2 separate regions of the Mus musculus genome follow, and region 2 is linked to region 1. The links are chromatin contacts, called in public HiChIP or PLAC-seq maps. All regions are on one chromosome and are shown on one strand. The core of a region is the stretch at or near the end of the contact, and the rest is flanking DNA. Distances in the headings are between cores, read along the strand shown. Region 1 holds the start of Slc1a3 (solute carrier family 1 (glial high affinity glutamate transporter), member 3). Region 2 overlaps Gm31340 (a long non-coding RNA gene).

Region 1 (3,779 bases), core at 876-3,375:
AAATCAGGTTGCCCCCCAGGGCATTACTGCTATAGTTTTGTTTTGTTTTCTTAAGTACATGCAGAAGAAGTAATTCCCAATACTGGGCCCAGACTCAAACCTTGCACTTCGTATGAGCTCTGAACTGAGACTCTTTGCATCTCAGTCCCCCCATTAGGTTTTATTGCAACCAACACAATTTCCAAGGGAGAATTACTTCCTTTCTCTATGAACACCAGACTCCTATGTTTTTTGCACAAATTGAAATAGTAAAATGGTAATAGCCAGAGTGTAGGGATTTCCAAAGGGGAAGGGGTGGAGGAAGGGAGAAAACCCAGACAGGCTCTCCTCTGTGCTAACCAGAATGGTTTGTCGGCCCCCCTTCCCCTCCTTCTTTTTTGCTGGGTTTGGAAAGTGAGCAAGGTAAAGCAGAAATGTTATTGATTTGAGTGTCACTGAGACTCCACTTAAAAGTGTCCTGTTTCTCTTTCCAGTACCCTTAAAGTGCAAATCATATACAGGGGGAAAAAAAAACCAAATCATAGTCGTGACAAAGGCATGGCTCAGGTTGAGATGAGGGTCTATGCACATCTGAGGTAGCAACAGGGAACAAGGAGCTTCGGTTTATCACAGGAAGTGGTAAACAAGGGATCTGATCTGATCTCTTAGATTATATCTGCCGGTCTTCAGAGTTGCTTAATGCTCGCTGTTTATCAGGCCCAAGACAGACTCTTGCCCTCAAAGAACTTATCATTGAGTTGAGAAGCCCCGACTTGACCTGATCTGGGAATCAAGGGCACAGGGCCAAGGCAGCACATAATTAAGTGTTAAGCAATCGAATGCAGATGCTAAGGGATCTGAGGGACAAGAGGAAAGAAAAGATCACGGAGGGCTGAGGCTGACAAGAGACCGAAGATTCTCATTAAATTGTTAAAGTAGTGTTATGGTAGGAAGTTGTTACAATTGCTGCTAATTTGACAGGTCAGGCACTCTTACAACCAACCATTACTTTCCAACTAGCAGCTGTTCCAAAGCACATACATGAACAATTAAGTCTGGCAGGGAACTTTTTTTTTTTTTTTTAAAACATAGCTCCCTGGATTTGCTAATGAGGAACAAAATGACATATTTTGGTGTTTGGATGACAGACACGAAAACTGAGCAGACTTTGCGTGGGGATCTTAGGGAACCAGCAAATAGAATGTGGGCTGTGATCTTGGGTGTGTTTTCATGTTTCTAGTGAGCCGTTTTCCTTCACCTCAACAAGTTCTTAAAACTGAGGAGAGAGGGGTAAGTCACTCTCAACAACTCCTTTTTTAACTTGCAGGTTGTATATTTGTGCAGTCCGTTTTCCTTTTAAGAAAAATGGCAAAAAGCTAGGTATGGTGGCACACACCTTTAGTCCTAGCACTTGCAAGGCAGGGACAGGCAGGTGGATCTTTGAGTTCAAGGCCAATTCGGTCTGCAGAGTTGGTTCCAGGACAGCCAGAGCTACACAGAGAAATCCTGTCTTGAAAACCCAAAACCCAACTAACCAGCCAACTATACACCACACACACACACACACACACACACACACACACACAGGAAGGAAGAGAGAGAAAGAGAGAGAGAGAGAGAGAGAGAGAGAGAGAGAGAGAGAGAGAGAGAGAGAGATGGAGGAAGAGAACAGAAAAGGAGAGAGAGAAAGAACAAGAAAACAAAAACCAAGAGAACTTTCTAACTCCTGAAAACGGGGATGGGGGCACTCAGCATTCTTTAAACGGAAGCAATTGAATAGCTTACCTTTGGAAGTCATGAGTGTGCATCTGCACTCTTGGTCTTAAAACAGAGTTTACTTTCTAGTTTGGCAGCGATCCTGATTTTTTTGTGTTTCTTACCTTTTTCTGTCCGCAGAGCAGGCAGCCAGAGCCCAATCAGATTCCTTATATTGGAGTTTTAAACTGTAAAACAGGGGCATGTCTCACCTTGTGTTTTGAGTAACTTTATACAAGTTGAGAGGGCGGCAGTAAGCATTCTCCTCTCTATACTTAATTGTATTCAGGATCCTTCCAAGAAATTTCAGTTATGTCCCCAATGCTAAAGGGGTGGGGTGCTACAACAGTTGTGTGAGCAGGCAAAAGAACACCCTCTGACGTCCCCTGAAGGGGAGGCAACCTGAAATGAGGTAATTAAACGTGGCCTTGGAGAAGTCTCCCAGACGTTCTAATCCGGACTTCCAGCGTCCATGTGTGTGAGCGCTTTAGTTTTCGATTCTCTCAGGTCCTGATTTTGCGTTTCTAATATAAGTGAACTAACAAGGCGTGAACGTGGTCTACGGAGCAAAACAAAGCCATAAAGCGTGCTTCTGTGGTGCCAAGATTAATCAATATTCCGGGGAGCTCGGGCTCCCCCCTCCTCCTGCTGTTTTCATTTTCCCACTCCCCCTTTCCCCAGTACAGGCTCCTCCTCTTTTCTTAAGTTGCCTGATAGTAAGTGGCGGTTTCAGAGCACATGCATGTTGTCAGGGCCAGCCTGCTCCGCCGCTCGCTAAGCTGTTACTCCGAGCTACCTGCTGGGGAATTCACCTCCACGTAGCCCGGGGTGTCTTCCTCCCATCCCAGAGTCAGAAAAGGTAAGCGCAGCCTTCTGTAGCCCGCGGGGCTCAGTTTTGCGTCCCACTTTTCTGTTTGCTGAGCGCCGGAGTAAAGCTAGCCATATTGGTAGGTAAGGTCCTGTTCGGACCGAGAGCAGCCGGCGTGTGCTAACTATGCAAGCCCAGTCCTCTCTGGGTTTGAAATTCAGTCGATCGAGGTTGGGGGTGGGGGAGTAGACGGACGTTCGAGATCTAGAATAAAAATCAAGATTGAACGGGTGTACTTTAAGGGGAACTGGCGGGTTAAGGACATCAGAATTATTAGTTTAAAAAAAATCTGGACTCTCCTCTCTTTATCCCCCCTCTTTAAACTTTTAATCTAGTGTAAAGTATTAAATACACTGCAGGTCTTACTATCAATGATCTCAACCTACAATTTTATTTAAAAGTCAAAACTCTTAAGTCTTTTTTTTTCCAACCTTGGATTTACCGAAAGCCTGCGAGTTGCAGCTACCTCCCCCACAGATGCACACGCTGGCTCCGACTCTGCCAGATACACACGTCCACAGGCGCTGCTGATCATCGCCAAAGTCTAGGGCTTAGGATTCATGTACAGCGGCAGGAGGAAGCCCTTGATTGCCAGCAAGGAAAATGGTTAGGCGTTTGTATTTAAATAACCTAAGAGCACTTTAAAGAAACCAGAAACCACACGCTGTAATGTTTGGAATGAAAGCTGGCTTCTCTCCTCCTCTATCCCCAAAATCCTAAATTTCAAAATACGGAGACAGCAGTGAAGGTCTCCTCCTCGCATGGCTTGCGGGTTTGCCCTGAACACAGATGGTGCTTCATGCTCCTACCTTCTAATGATATGAAAATGGATTGTGATTTTAGATCATTTATAGATGTGCCCAGGGCAATATGCTAACTTCACAGGAAAGGTTTCCCTGTAAAAGCCTCAATTGCATTTCTACTGTCACCTGGGCACTTGTGTTCTTTTTATGGCCGTATTTACAAGTTAATTGGCTCATGTTTCTTTCTTTGTGAAGTCAATAAATGAAACCAAAGACTCACACTACATATGCCAATGGCTACATGTCAGTATCTCAGTTAGCTCTTTTTTTTTTGACATAGTTATATATCTTTAACCGCATACAAGACATGAGTTCTCAAGTGGAATTTTTCTGTTTAGTTCAACCAGGCACTTAATGAGTGTGTGGGTTGTGCG
Region 2 (3,779 bases), core at 632-3,131, 100 kb before region 1:
CCTGGACGTAGCTCTCTCATTCCTTGAAAGGGCTGTCCCGGGCTCAGACTCTCTCCTTCCTTGAGTCATTTCATCAGGACTGCCAGGGAGTCTAGGGAATTTATGTGTCTCCGTGGCTCAGGTCGAGCTCTGGGGCAGGCCTTCTCACTGCTCACAGCAGCCTATGCACATCTCTCAGCAGTGTCCTGCAGAGCATTGCAAATCACCTTATGTCTTTAGGAAGAAAAGAAGAAAATCTGGCTCCCTGGAGTTGCCCCAGCTCACTTTCTTGGAAAGTGGAAACTTCTTGGAATTCACTACTTCTTTTGATGTTTACCAATACATCACTACTCAGTGTTCGTGCCAAAATCATGTCTCTGTTAGGGTGATATATCGCCTACCTAAAACATATTCCAAGCAACTTCTCACTGCTTGTAAGGGCCGAAAGATTGTGATCAGCATAGATGGCAAAATCCCAGGCAGCAAGGCCCCAGGCCTCCTCTGGACATCTTACTCACCAACACAGGGCTGCCTTTGAGGAGCTCAGTATGTCAGGGAATGAGTCCAGGAAGGTGTGTGACTTTGGAATAATTAGAGGCTGGTTAAGTAAGTTAGGAAAGCTTGGAATTCACAACTACAGCCAATTCTAGACAAGGTGATGAAGTTGCAAAGTTTTGTATTTGGCTGCTCTCCAAACTGTCCTGAGAATCTCTCTCACCCTCTCCCTCGTCTCCTACTCCCCTTCCCCCTTGTGGCTCTGAGACTCTCTGTCTTGGCTTCTCACCCCTTGGGGAAACTCCTCTGAGGTTCTTTTTTCTCCCACGGAACCTTCATTCCTTTCCCACTGGTCTCTGCTGGCTGAGACTGGCCAGTTAATGGGGTGAGGCAATTAAAAATGGGAGTCCTTCAGTCTAGTAAAAACATGAGATTTGAAGGACTTAAGATGGTATAACTGTACATGATTATCTTTTAGGAGAAAAGCCTTCTATTTCACCATATTCTAAAATATGTCTGTGATCCCACATAAAGTTAAAGAAACTGTGACAAGGCTTCCTGTTAACCACAGTGTGATGGAGAAATGGATATAATAAAGAGGGTTTTGGTTCAGAGCTAAGTGAGGGAGGAAAGGCTATGTGGGCAGGAAACAAGGTGTCACACTCGTGTTGCCTTGGAGACCACATCCACCAGCCCCTTGCTCAGGACCACCAGCAGTTCATCTTCTCAGGGCAAGTGGTTTGCTTAGAACACAATAGCTTCCCACTTACAAATCACAGGCAGTGTCTGAAAATTCCAAGGTATTTATCAGGCTTAGGATGCCACCCAGTTTTGTCATAATCAAGAAAAATCTAGGCTGGGTAGCAGAAGGTGTGGGCCAGGGCTGGGGAGGCCGAGTTTGAATCCCAGTTTTACCACTAAGCTGAAGAGCCAGCTCCTGAGAACTGCTTATCATCTCTGGTCCTCAGATCCCTCATCCTCAAAATATCCCAGGCAGCCGTCTCCAGTCCTGAAACCCTAAAGAAGCTGCCAAGTGTCTACTTCAAGTAAAATTTCTATACTTTTTATTATTAAAAGACCGTTTTAATAATAAAAAGTTTCCATATTTGAAAGGAAACATTATCCGGCCAAACACTAAGTTGTTTTCTTCCTCCGTAATATGTTAACATCTTGTCCCGAGGAGCAAAGCCTTCTCTTGAAAGCCTCAGAACAGTTTGTGGCGATTGCAGTCCTTGTCTCAGAAAGATTAATTGGAAATGAAATCTAAGGAAGAGAATTCAAAGCCCATTTCTATGCTTCCTGCTTTGTAGATCTTCTAACATGTAAATGGACCGTTACAAAGAGGATTAGCTATTAGAATGGTCTGCGTGCAGTCCATCGTTCAGCTCCCAGTTCATTCCTTGCCAGAGAGTCCCAGCTGAGCCGCATCTTAATGGCCTCCTTTCATCCTTCAGGGGGATGAACTGCATACTAACTCCAAGACCTGTGTTTTCCAACTTCAATTTGACCACAACTTTAACAAACTGTAGACTCTCCCCCAACTCTCCAATGGTGCTTAAAATATGAAACAACAAAACAAAACTACTGGTAATAATTGTGAGGAGCTCTTTTCTCCCAATATTGCTTTTGATCTTTGTGTTTTATCACAAGTAGAAAATCTAAGACAATGAATGGATAGAGAGAGGGGGAACTTATAGGAACAGAAATGATTCAGAGACAGCTGCATCAGCAAAAGCCCACACCATCATGGGTGACAGACAACTTATGAAAGCTGGAGCTCACTGCATGAACTGTGGGCAACTCAACAGACAGGAAACTCTTTCAGGCATCTCAGGTAGCCTGAGCCTCTTCTGGGAAGTTGTGCTGGTGGTCTAAGAGCATCTCTCAACAGCCACTATAGGTTATATATGCTTGGGAAGGTAGGGATCTAGTATATCTGGTCGGTTTCAGAGACTTCCTGAACTACTGAAGTTGCTTATTTCCTGTGCTTAATGAGCTTCCCTGAAGGATGGAATGTTTCACCCCCTTAAAACATTGGCTCTCAACCTGTGGGTTGTGACCCCCTTTGACACACCTCTAACTCCAAAAATATTTACATTACAATTCTTTTGTTTTGGTTTTTTGAGACAGGGTTTCTCTGTGTAGCTCTGGCTGTCCTGGAACTCACTCTGTAGACCAGGCTGGCCTCGAGCTCAGAAATCTGCCTACCTCTACCTCCCAAGTACTGGGATTAAAGGCATGCGCCACCACTGCCCGTCTTACATTACAATTCTTTTTTTTTTTTTTTTTTTTTTTTTTTTTATTTATTATATGGAAGTACATTGTAGCTATCTTCAGACACTCCAGAAGAGGGCGTCAGATCTCGTTACGGATGGTTGTGAGCCACCATGTGGTTGCTGGGATTTGAACTCTGGACTTTCGGAAGAGCAGTCGGGTGCTCTTACCCACTGAGCCATCTCACCAGCCCTACATTACAATTCTTAACAGTAGCAAAATTATAGTTATTGAAGTAGCAACAAAAGTAATTTTATGGTTAGAGGTCACCACAACTTGAGGAACTATTTTAAAGAGTCACAACATTAGAAAGGTTGAAAACCACTGTCTTAAGACATCTTATTATGTCATCTCCCTTTTAACATCCTACATCTTTTTTTTTTTTTAAAGATTTATTTACTTATTATTTATTTATTATATGTAAGTACACTGTAGCTGTCTTCAGACACTCCAGAAGAGGGCATCAGATCTCATTACGGGTGGTTGTGAGCCACCATGTGGTTGCTGGGATTTGAACTTTGGACCTTCGGAAGAGCAGTCGGGTGCTCTTACCCACTGAGCCATCTCACCAGCCCAACATCCTACATCTTAATCAACTTTCTTCCAAGATGGACATTTTATCTCAAAGGAACATGCTATGTAGCAGTAGGACAGGCCTCCACTGGATAATCAATGTAACTTAGAAAAAGATAAAGATATCTTGGTTTGCTTTCTCTTGCTGTGATAAGCACTATGATCAAAGCACTCCAGGGAGGAGAAGGTTTATGGTTTTACACATTGCACTCACAGTTGTTCATCATGGAAGAAGCCAAGGCAGAAACTCCAGCAGGGCAGGAACCTGGAAGCAGGAACCAAAGCAGAAACCATGGAGGAGTGCTGCCTGATGGCTTGCTCTCCCAGCTTCCTCGGTTTGCTTTCTTATGGGACACAGGACCACCTTTTCTGGGATGGCTCTGTCCATAGTGGGCACATTAATCAAGAAAATGCCCAACCCCTTGCTACAGTCTAATCTGATGGAGGCATTTTTTTCA

Evidence for each region. HiChIP or PLAC-seq counts read pairs in DNA pulled down with a chosen protein or histone mark.
Region 2: an H3K4me3 HiChIP or PLAC-seq map of neural progenitor cells shows a contact between it and region 1, with 6 times the contacts expected there. The contact joins the enhancer-like site here to the promoter of Slc1a3 in region 1. A contact is called at or near these places in 2 of 39 promoter capture datasets (embryonic stem cells and neural stem cells), 1 of 15 datasets of contacts at CTCF or cohesin (the NIH/3T3 cell line), 5 of 484 Hi-C or Micro-C datasets (cerebral cortex, embryonic fibroblasts, forebrain and 2 more), 8 of 115 datasets of contacts at active chromatin or transcription factors (astrocytes, embryonic forebrain, microglia and 3 more) and 2 of 9 other capture datasets (adipose tissue and pancreatic islet).

The regions. Positions count from the first base shown.
Region 1 is chr15:8,709,153-8,712,931 of GRCm38.p6, reverse strand. Slc1a3 (solute carrier family 1 (glial high affinity glutamate transporter), member 3) reads left to right here and starts at 2,125. Exons shown (of 10, transcript NM_148938.3): 1 at 2,125-2,593. It overlaps Gm31340 (a long non-coding RNA gene), which reads right to left and starts at 1,906. Exons shown (of 5, transcript XR_383822.2): 1 at 1,860-1,906.
Region 2 is chr15:8,813,548-8,817,326 of GRCm38.p6, reverse strand. The region is part of intron 3 of Gm31340 (a long non-coding RNA gene); the gene reads right to left. Among named protein-coding and RNA genes, the nearest start is that of Gm31340, 100 kb to the right of the region's middle. Within about 2 kb of position 1,881, at least 44 of the 459 cell types and tissues checked have an H3K27ac peak or open chromatin away from gene starts, as enhancers often do. A contact at or near this core is called in astrocytes, forebrain, neural progenitor cells and 2 more, where this site is marked.